Linked DNA regions of Lactuca sativa: region 2 is linked to region 1. A link is a contact called in public Hi-C data. All regions are on one chromosome and are shown on one strand. The core of a region is the stretch at or near the end of the contact, and the rest is flanking DNA. Distances in the headings are between cores, read along the strand shown.

Evidence for each region. A called contact is a pair of places that touch in the nucleus more often than the background predicts.
Region 2: a contact with region 1 is called in a Hi-C map of leaf, with 5 times the contacts expected there. The contact joins the promoter of LOC111877350 here to the promoter of LOC111877348 in region 1. A contact is called at or near these places in 2 of 4 Hi-C or Micro-C datasets (both in leaf).

What each region holds. Positions count from the first base shown.
Region 1 is chr4:133,757,362-133,762,677 of Lsat_Salinas_v11, reverse strand. It overlaps LOC111877348 (adenylate kinase 4), which reads left to right and starts at 2,566. Exons shown (of 6, transcript XM_023873868.3): 1 at 2,566-2,846; 2 at 3,494-3,639; 3 at 3,711-3,830; 4 at 3,906-4,073; 5 at 4,172-4,261; 6 at 4,356-4,617. The coding sequence starts at 2,732. The coding sequence ends at 4,454.
Region 2 is chr4:133,973,015-133,978,330 of Lsat_Salinas_v11, reverse strand. LOC111877350 (probable inactive leucine-rich repeat receptor-like protein kinase At3g03770) reads right to left here and starts at 2,381. Exons shown (of 7, transcript XM_023873871.3): 1 at 596-2,381. The coding sequence starts at 1,856.

The sequences.
Region 1 (5,316 bases), core at 1,317-3,816:
AGTTATTAAAAGGTTATAACTAAATATTTATTAGTATCAGAAATTAATAAAAAATATCCTTCAAGACAAAGGTTGAATATTCAAATTTTGTTTGAAACAAAATATATAATAAAAACCGAAAAAATTGAGTGAAATTCTAATTCCTAAAAGTATTTAACAGTATCAGAAATTAATAAAAATATCCTTCAAGACAAAGGTTGAATATTCAAATTTTGTTTGAAATAGAATATATAATAAAAACCGAAAAAATTAAGTGACGTTCTAATTCCTAACATTAATTTTAGAGGGTGTTTGGATAAATTAACTTTTTTACTCTAATAAATGAAAATCTTTTTGTCATATGTCACATTCTCATTGATTTGGCCATACGTTATTTTGTAGTTATTTTCAATTAAATTTCTCCCACATGTCATTTTGTGGTTTTTTTCCATTTTATTAAATTCCACATAACTTTTAAATATAATAATAAATACATGTCAATTTTATTGACTTTTCTTCTAAATTTAAAATTTATAAATTAAAGTCCCATTAGTTTTCTTTGTTTATTTATCTAAATTATTTGTTTAAATTTAAGAAAAAAAAAACTTTAAACTTATAGCTGTGAAAGAACACAACTTTTGTAAAAATGTTTGGATTAAAAATAAGACAAAATTGCAAGAATGGTCCTTGTGCTATGTCAAAACTAGCAACTTTGGTCCAAAATGGGTTTGACTCGCAATGATGGTCCAATAGTTTCATTTTGTTGCGAGTTTAGTCCAAAAATTTTAAAACTTTTTATAATGACGAATTTGCCCTTGGTATTTTCCCTTTTTCAATTTTTTATTACATAAATAAAAAAAAGAAAGAGAAAAAAAGAAAATCTCTCTCTCTCTCTCTCTCTCTCTCCCTTTCATTTCTAACTCGTCTATCTCCCTCGTTTCTCACTTCTCCGGCGAAGAGAGCCACCACAGTCGACTGTGGCAGCTCCTCCGCCTCCCCCTGTCGTGACCCACCACCATCCAACATCCCAAATCCAAATCCACAATGGGTGTTCTTCGTTCTTGATTTTGGATCTGAAATAAAATACAAACAAATTTAACACATGTCTGGAAGTGGATTTGCAAAACGAAGAACCTTCACTTTATCGATCTTGTTCAATCTATTAGATTAAGTTTACAAATGTTCCAGACTCTAAACACACACATACATAGTTACACATACATCTAGATTAATTTGATTTAAACATGGAAACAAAGCTCAATATCATTAGCTGTGAAGTTGATTAGAATTAAAAACATACACACATAAATATGAATATGAATCTCAAGAACACTCATTTTTCCTGAGTTCAAGAACAAGAACATCACATTCACAAACCCATAAATCATTCACAAACATATAAATCATTTTTCTTGATCTGATGAACTGCCCTTCACCGCCACCTGAATCGAAATCAAGAATTTTTTCAAACAAACCCAACAACAACAATCTAGATAGAAGAAGAAGAAGGAAAGAAACATAACAAACATAGCAACAACAAATCTCAACCCTATATCACGATTTCAGCTGTTTTCTGTGGCACATTCACTCAAGATAGCCACTGGACGAACAAAGTTGGGGATTTCCGACCCTCATAGAACGAGAAAGCTTAGGAGAGAGATGAATAGTCAATGAAATCCATAAGGAGAGTTATGGCTCTAGAAACCGCCGCTTGAAGCATAACCACCACCACCTGAAGTCAGTAGAGGGATTTGAAGAGACACAAGAGAAGATGAAAAGAGACAGAAACGTAGATCAGATATTGGAGCTACAACCCTTCATAAACGTAGATCGAACAAATATGGCGCAGTCAGAAAACCCTTCGTCGGAGAAGGCGGAGGGACGTCTCTAGTGGTGGACAGCGTCATCGTCTTCGTCGGATGAACAAATCTGGATTTCACCTTGATCGTTTAGGAAAGCTTCGATAGAGATGACAGATTTGAGGGTAATGAGTGCTTGGTGGTCAACTGAGAAGACGGAGATGGCATATTTGAGGGTAAGAGACGTGTCTCCGGTGGATGTGCAATTTTCCGGTCAATAAAGATTGAGCACATCTGAGAGAAAATGGAAGTGTGGGAAGAAGATGAATAGGTCGATTCTTGGAGAGAGAGAGAGAGAGAGAGAGAGAGAGAGAGAGAGAGAGAGAGAGAGAGAGAGAGGTATTTTATTTTTGTTATATTTTTAATTGTTTTTTAATTACATGTAATAAAACAAAAATGAAAGTAAACAATAAGGGCAAAATCATACTTACAAAAAAAAACTAAATTGGACCAAATTTGTAAGAAAATGAAACTATTGGACCATCATTACGAGCCAAACCTATTTTGGACCAAAATTACTAGTTTTGACATAATACAGGGACCATTCTTACAATTTTGTCTAAAAATAAACAATAAGCCATAAACAAAAAAAATACTTATTAAAAATTTAAAATTAGCTTATTTTTTTAACTTAGTTTATAGTCTTTTTCCTATCCAAACACCCTCTTTAGGAGGGTAAAAGTGGAATTTTCACTTTAATACTACTTTTCAAATCTGCCATGCTTGAAATTCAAGCATATCAAGATTCGAGAAGTTCGAGGAAAGTAAACTGGGGAAGTAACGAACTACTGAAAGAACCCTAGCATCCAATTTGACGCTCGTTTAATCCTTTTCCTCACAATTCACCGACCGATTTCTGAAAAGATCAACCCAAAAAAATCCTACGTGACGGAATGGCAACTTCAGCGGCGGCGAATTTAGAGGATGTTGCGTCGGTAGATCTAATGACGGAGCTTCTTCGTCGCATGAAATGCTCAACCAAACCTGACAAACGCCTCATTCTCGTCGGTAACATTCTTGTTTCTCATTGTTATTTTCCACCTTATAGCATCGATTCTGTTTTCCCCAAAATTCTATGCATATTCATTGTGCATTTCCTCAGATCCGATGTGATTTAATTTAGGCGCTCTGTTATGTTAATGCTTTGCTTTCATCAAATTGCTATATTTTAAATGCTACGATATGAAATCATCCTAAACGTTTTTGTTATCGATTTTGCTTAGAAACGGAGAGAATAAACAGACACAGAAACATAATCTTCATCACAATTACACAGCCATTAGAGCAGAATGGAATCTAAGATAAGTCAGAAAGGGATGGGCATGATTTTATTACTGCATGTCACTGATAAAATCAACCGTGATCATGTCATTGAAGGGTAAAGGACATTGATAAAGATTGATCTTCTTTTACTATTTCTTGATTGAGTTAGAATAATAAATGGTGGAAAGGAATGATCTTACTAACTACAAAGTATCTTATATTGTTACTTATGTTTGTTGCAATGTAAATTATCTTTCAGTTGATGAATCTGGTTTGATGATCAATAATTGGTTTAGTAAAAACATGAGTTTCTCAATCCACTTCTAATCACATCAATCTTACGTGTTTCCCCCAAAATGGATCTATCTGTTGATGAATCCTGTTTGCTTCAGGCCCACCTGGATCAGGAAAAGGTACTCAATCACCAATTATCAAGGACGAGTACTGTTTATGCCACCTGGCTACTGGTGATATGCTAAGAGCTGCTGTTGCTGCAAAAAGCCCTCTTGGTGTTAAAGCCAAGGAAGCCATGGAGAAGGTAATTTAAATTTTACAAAACCGACCCCTCATCTTTCTACTTATCACTATTCCGGATCCATTCTTTCTCAGGGACAACTTGTTTCTGATGACTTAGTTGTTGGGATTATCAACGAAGCCTTAGAGAAGCCTTCATGTCAAAAAGGCTTCATTCTTGATGGATTCCCAAGAACCGTGGTCCAAGCAGAAAAGGTATTAGACTATTTCTTGATTTAACATCAACCATTTGAGTGTTTTTTTTGTTAATTTCTATTTTTGTATGTGTAGCTTGATGAAATGCTGAAAAGAAGAGGGGTGAAAGTTGACAAAGTGCTAAACTTTGCAATAGATGATGCGATCTTGGAGGAGAGGATTACTGGCCGTTGGATTCATCCTGCTAGTGGTCGGAGTTACCACACAAAATTCGCACCTCCTAAAGTTCCTGGGATAGATGATGTAAAAATTCTAAACATCTTTTTTTTATTTTTTTTTATTTTACTTATAAATTGGTAAAAAGAGTAAATTTACTCTGATTTTCTTGCTTATTATCAAAGGTGACTGGAGAAGCTTTGGTTCAACGTAAAGATGACACAGCAGCTGTTTTGAAGTCAAGGCTGGAGGCATTTCACAAACAGACTGAGCCAGTATGTTTCTTATTTTTTTAACATTTGTTTAAATTTTATGAGTTAATGGAATTTTATATGTAAATATGTATAAGTTATTTATTGACATATGCAGGTTATTGATTACTATAGCAAGAAGCGTATTGTAGCAAATCTGCATGCAGAAAAACCACCAAAGGAGGTAACTGCTGAGGTCCAGAAGGTGCTCTCATGATTATCTTATTAGCTTGGTATTTACTTTGAACATTGTTTCTCTTTATTTTATTTTTGTTTTTTGGTTTTGATAAATTTATGGGAACTTGTATCTTGATATAAGCTAAGTTTTGAGTTGAGCTAAAGAACAATAAAATAGTTCGTCTACAATTTTTTCGGCTAAAGATCTACTAATTTCTCATTCTTTATATAAGAGTCAAAAGACACCAAATTCGTATTCTTTATCTAAATGTATAATCTATTAGATTTTTAGGAGAGAAACCTATTGAAAAAGTCAAAGGTCCAATCATAATCTTGACTTCAATTTTTTCATAGTTTATAAAATGGAAATCGACTAAAAAGGTGATAAAGTTTTCAAAATGTTCAAAAAATACCATTGTTGTTTTTTAGTACAAAAATACAGTTAAAGTATATTTTTTATACTTCAGGTAAACGGAAAAATGACTTAAAGGGTAACAAAGTTTCCAAAATGTTCAAAAAATATCATTGTTTTTTAGTACAAAAAATACCATTGAAGCATACTGTGTAGGTACACATTTTAGTACAAAAAATACCATTGAAGTTTTCAAGAAGTTTAAAAAAATTTCATTTTTGTTTTTTCAGCGCATCTTTTGTTAACTTCGTTGTTTTCGAATTATGTAGAACACGGTCATCGAATATCATTCCATGTCATACCAGTTTACACCAATTGTGTACTCTCTTTCATTCCCTTACTTGATCAGTTTGTATCTAAATATAGTCATAGAAAAACACATAACTAGGAATCCATCAATTAGAAAACAAGTCGTTCAAGCGCTCCAACACGTATGCTTCTCTCTTTGTTTTGACTACAAATCGTCATCAAATCAACTACATGACGCTTA
Region 2 (5,316 bases), core at 1,132-3,631, 220 kb before region 1:
AAAAAATATTTTTGTCCTAGTAGCTTTTTGAAAAGTTAATAAATCAATAAGAATTTTTCAAATGGAATCCAAACACCCTCTAAAAATTAGTTTTTAGAGGAAAATCATAATAATGAACACATTTAATAAAGTGGCCACCTTTTGTCCCTTTACATAAACTTACAATCAATTTTGCAACGACATTAATTGCGGTTACCTTTACTCACAAAAGGCCGCAAAAAAACTTTAAAAGAAAATATTTTCCAAATAACATTATTTCCTAAAATATGAGTGGTGGGGACCATTTATTAAAAAAAAAAAAAAAATCTGAGATTTGCAAAATGCAAATGATGTCATTTTGTTTAAAGGGTCAAAAAGTCCACTTTATTTATTGGACAATGACATTTTGGTAATTTTCGTGTTCCCAAAAATTAATTTTGACATGTTTAAAGATTCCTTCCCTCACTTAATACTCATCAAGACATTCTCAATGCATTAAGTATAAAAATTCTCAATGCATTAAGTTTAAAAAAACATTTTGTATTATGCATTAAGTAAAAAAGAAACATTTTGTATCCATTAAGTTCATTAAAGTAAAAAGAAACACTCTGCTTACTTGCACTTGTTAAAAGTTCAGATGGGTAGCCTGTAACAGAGTAATCTTGGACCGATTTATGCAGCAATTTCTGTTCAGATACGCCTCGAGCACAAAGCTTCTTTGAAAGAATCACAAACCCTAATACCAAAAGCACCAGAAACACAATACTCCCTAAAATCACTCCAATAATTATCACTGGATTCCTTCTATGTTCAGAACCTTTGAAATCTTTAGTTTCCACTTCTACCCCTCGAGCTTCTTCTACACAATACGATGCTGGATGCTGACGTGTCACATCAATCATGAGGCAATTCCCGTCATATTTAACGGTTTTATTGTTGGATTCGTTGGTTAAGCATAACGGCAAGGAGCCTGTAAATCGGTTTTGTGAAATGTCGACGTTTGCGAGTTTGTTTCCACATTGTAAGTGAACCGGAAGTGAACCGGACAACTTATTTGATGTTAGATTTAAGTAAGTAATGGATGAAGATGAGAATAGAGAAAATGGGGGAACACCAGAGAGTGAATTGAATGAAAGATCGAGTTCTTGAAGGTGGTTGAGTTGACTGTATTTGACTGGGATTTGACCAGAAAACGAGTTGTTATTCAGATACAAAATGATCAAACTGTTTGGCAAATCTTGTAGATCTGGTAGATCACCAGAAAACCCATTTTCGCTCAAGCTTAAACTGGTCAAACTTGATAACAAGTCAACGCCTTTAGGAAAACTACCATTCAAGAAATTCCCATCAAGATTCACACTTTGAAGACTCACCATTCTTGAAAGAGTTGGAGGAATTGAGCCATACAAGAAATTATAACTCAAATCAATGTATTCGAGTGTGTTTAATCTTTGAATTTTGTTAGGAAGTGGGCCCCAGATTCCTAAAGAAACCAAACTAAGAACTTTCAAGCTTGTTAATCTTGATAAAGTGGCAATCAAAGAGTCGATTGAGAAGTTTTGAGATAGTGTTTGTGAAGGAATCGGAAACCCATGAAAAGAACCCGAATTTACCTTCTTTGGCGTTTGATCGGAAGCAAATCCCATGATTTTAAGCTCCGAAACAAAGTTGTTTTCGCATGTGACATTGACTTGTGGTGATGACACGTAGCAGAAATCATTACTTGTGTCGAGCCAAATATCCAATTGCTTCGGGTACTCCAGTTGTTTTCGTAGCTGCAGGAGGACTTGTTTTTGCGAAGGTTGGATTGCATTCGCGAAGAAGAAACTCCATGAAATTGTCAAGAACAGAAGGGAATAAAACCTGCAAATCGCCATTAAAATGCTCCGTTCTTTTGTTTGAGTTTCTTGATAGTAACCCAACAAGATAAACAGAATCTTTAGGAAGTAGAAGTCAAGAATGGAGTATTTTAAAGAAAGAGAACAGACAAATGTTCTCCCCTGTTTTTATTTGAAATCAAGATTTGGTTTTTTAAATGAATTTGGAGGAATCGAAAGAAGAAAGTAGAAAACAAAGGATGAAATCTGATGTGGGTAGTTGAAATTTAATGTCAGTATGTGAGAGAAATTTTCAGAAATTGGAAGTTCCAATGCATTTAGTGCTGTCCACATGGGGTTTTGCTGCCATTGAAGAAGACAGAGATCAAGAAATTAAAGAGGTGTGCTTTTTAGGACTTTTTCTTTCTTCCATACCATACATAGATATAGATATATACGCATTAATGCGTAAATGAAGATCGCAACAAGGATTTTCGAATTAACCTTGATGAATGATGCATTTGAACTTGTACATAATGCATAGAGTATAGTACAGTAGCACTAAATCCAGGTTGCTCTACAGTCCACGTGCTAAACCTTCCAGTCGGTGCATATTTTAGTCATGAATGTCATGAAATGTGTGAATTCAAGAACAATGATCATTTAATTAAATAATAATAGCAAAATAGCAAATGACAAATATAATTATTATTTTTATCTTTTTTAAATTAGCCCAAAAATAAAGATTTTCTTACAAATAACCATGTGTATTCTGTGGAGTATTTACGAAATGCCAAAACCACGTTTTTTTTTTAAATGAAAATCTTTATTTTTGACTAATTAAAAAAAATTGAGAAAAATGGTTACATTTGTAATTTTCTAAATAAATAATAGTATGTTAAAGGATATTTAAGTATTTTTATAAATAATAGTATGTTAAAGGACTTGTTTATACATTTAGATAACTTATCATATACTATAATTTTAATTTTACATCACATCAATCCCACTCTCAAAGATTCTTCAACATGGTAATTTGGGAATTTATGTGACATTCAAGAATGGCGCTGCCTCCATACCATAGCTGATCAAATTTTCAAAGGGCAAAACGGGTATTTGGCTTGTTTTTGATGGCTAGGAGAGCAATTAAGAGACAGGCTGTCACTGTTCATTAACAATATGAAATTGAGCAAAATTCCAAGTTGCCCCCATCCTTAATTTGGAAATATTTACTTGGACAAAGGTAGAGTTCAAGAATCAATCCGTCAATAAGACATATATTCATTTAATAAGTCTTTAATTAATAAAAGTCGTTAGTTAAACTTTATAAACCAATAGTATTTGAATGAAAATAGTTCTTTAGATAAAAGTTTTGTTTGCAATAGAGGATAAATATAAAATTAATGTTTGGCAAATCTGGTTGGAGCATGTTAGCAGATAGCTATAGTGGGTTGATGGTTGTTGTAAGCTAAAAATGTCGTTTTTATTTGAATATAAGTATTCTTGAAAATTAATTGTAGGTTTTTAAAAGGTATATTTGACATAAAATATATAAAAAATAAAAGTTAAAATCTCATAAAAAAGGTATTTAAAGTAACTTTGTAGTTGATTAAAAGTTTTTTGTTTAAGATAAGTCTTGTAATCGAAAATAAAAGTTTTTATTTAATTTAAGTTTTTTTTAAAGAGCTGAAACTTAAACTTTCTTAAAAACTTTGTGTCAAACATATTTAAAATATAATTTATTAAGTAAAAACATATCTAACATTATTTATTCAGTGTATTGAATGAGAATTTTCTTAAGGTTTTTGTTTTTTATTTTTATTACTGTGTGATATAAACGGTGTGGTAACTTTTAAATTTTATAGTAAGCAAAAATGCATTTCCACAATCTTGAAAATATAAATGGTATATTATTGGATTTGAGACCTTGATTTTTGAAGTATATAATCAATGCATATCTTCCTCCGTATCCTGAAATTTTAAAGGGAAATATCTTAAATCAATAACATGTGAAGTAATATTATATCATTCTAAAATCCTCCTAAAATGCTTATGCATGAATATGGGTTGAGTTGGAGTCGGGTTAAAACATGAGCCTGAGTTAATTGAAACCAAATTATATATATATATATATATATATATATATATATATATATATATATATATATATATATATATATATATATATATATATATATATATATATATATATATATATATATATATATATATATATATATATATATATATATATATATATATATATATATATATAGAAAGTGTTTCAAAGACGTTACATTTACTCTCCTCTAAAGTTGGCCCCATAGTACCATCATGTTGTTCATATATTGTTACCCAACTTTAAGGACACGAAAGAAAATTGAGAGCATTTAAGTGGAAAATGAAAGAAAATAACAATTGACGCCACTCTTTATATTTAGTACAAAATATTAAAACAGGTAGGGCCCGCCATCATGCAAGTGTCTATATATCGTTTTCAAATTATTTAGGCATAATTTGTCGATTATGATATATTTGATTGATCTGTTACATAAAATCATCAAAATGATATAACACAATGATTTTATTCTATAGTTAATTGACTTGATTCAGTGGCTAGGACTTGAGAGTGACTTAATTCAATTGTTGACATTAGTGTTAAGTACAAACTTTTAGAAACTTCGGGTTTTTAGTTTTTAAAAAAAATTGTAATCGAAAAACTATTTCAAATAGCGATTGAAAAAAAAATATCGCTTATTGGAACAAAAGTAATAGGTTGCATTTATAAAATCTATTTATGGCATTTTTCTTCGAACAAAGAATTTATTTTATTATAAAAGGTTAGCAAAGGGCTAACATAAAAAAAAATAGCCAAGATAGGTTTCATAACCATGACACTCGTCTGACACTAAACTTTCTATTCCACAAAACAAACTAATTATATGAATAGTCAATCAACCTATCAATCGACAATTCCTTCTAACGTTATGATCGCTATATATCATCTTGTTACGGAAGTTTCAAAGAAGCCACCACATGATTATGACTAGACTCCAATCCCATACACTTAACAATAGACCTATGGATTGAGTCTATAATGAACCACGTCTTCTATCTCCAAAAACTCGGATATGATATAATATAACACCATCTACCAATGAAACGCCACAAATCAACATACAAAAAATAAGAAGATGAACAATTCTTCCATATCCGAGGAACAAACAATGTACACCATGGAACAATACTTTTCACATCCAACTTAACACAAGTAGGAAATCGGTTTAAACGAACTTGCCAATAGAAAACATTCACTTTTTGCGGGAGCTACTTATTACACCTAGTATGAATGTTACCATCCGGAAACAAGGAATCATCGATACACCATCTAACCTCCGACACCATGAACTGATCACCACCATCTTGAAACGTCGCAAAAATTAAGACCAAAAAATTTCATTATTATAGTAAAACCATCAATACCAAAACATGATTAGAAATCCATACAAGAAAATCAAAG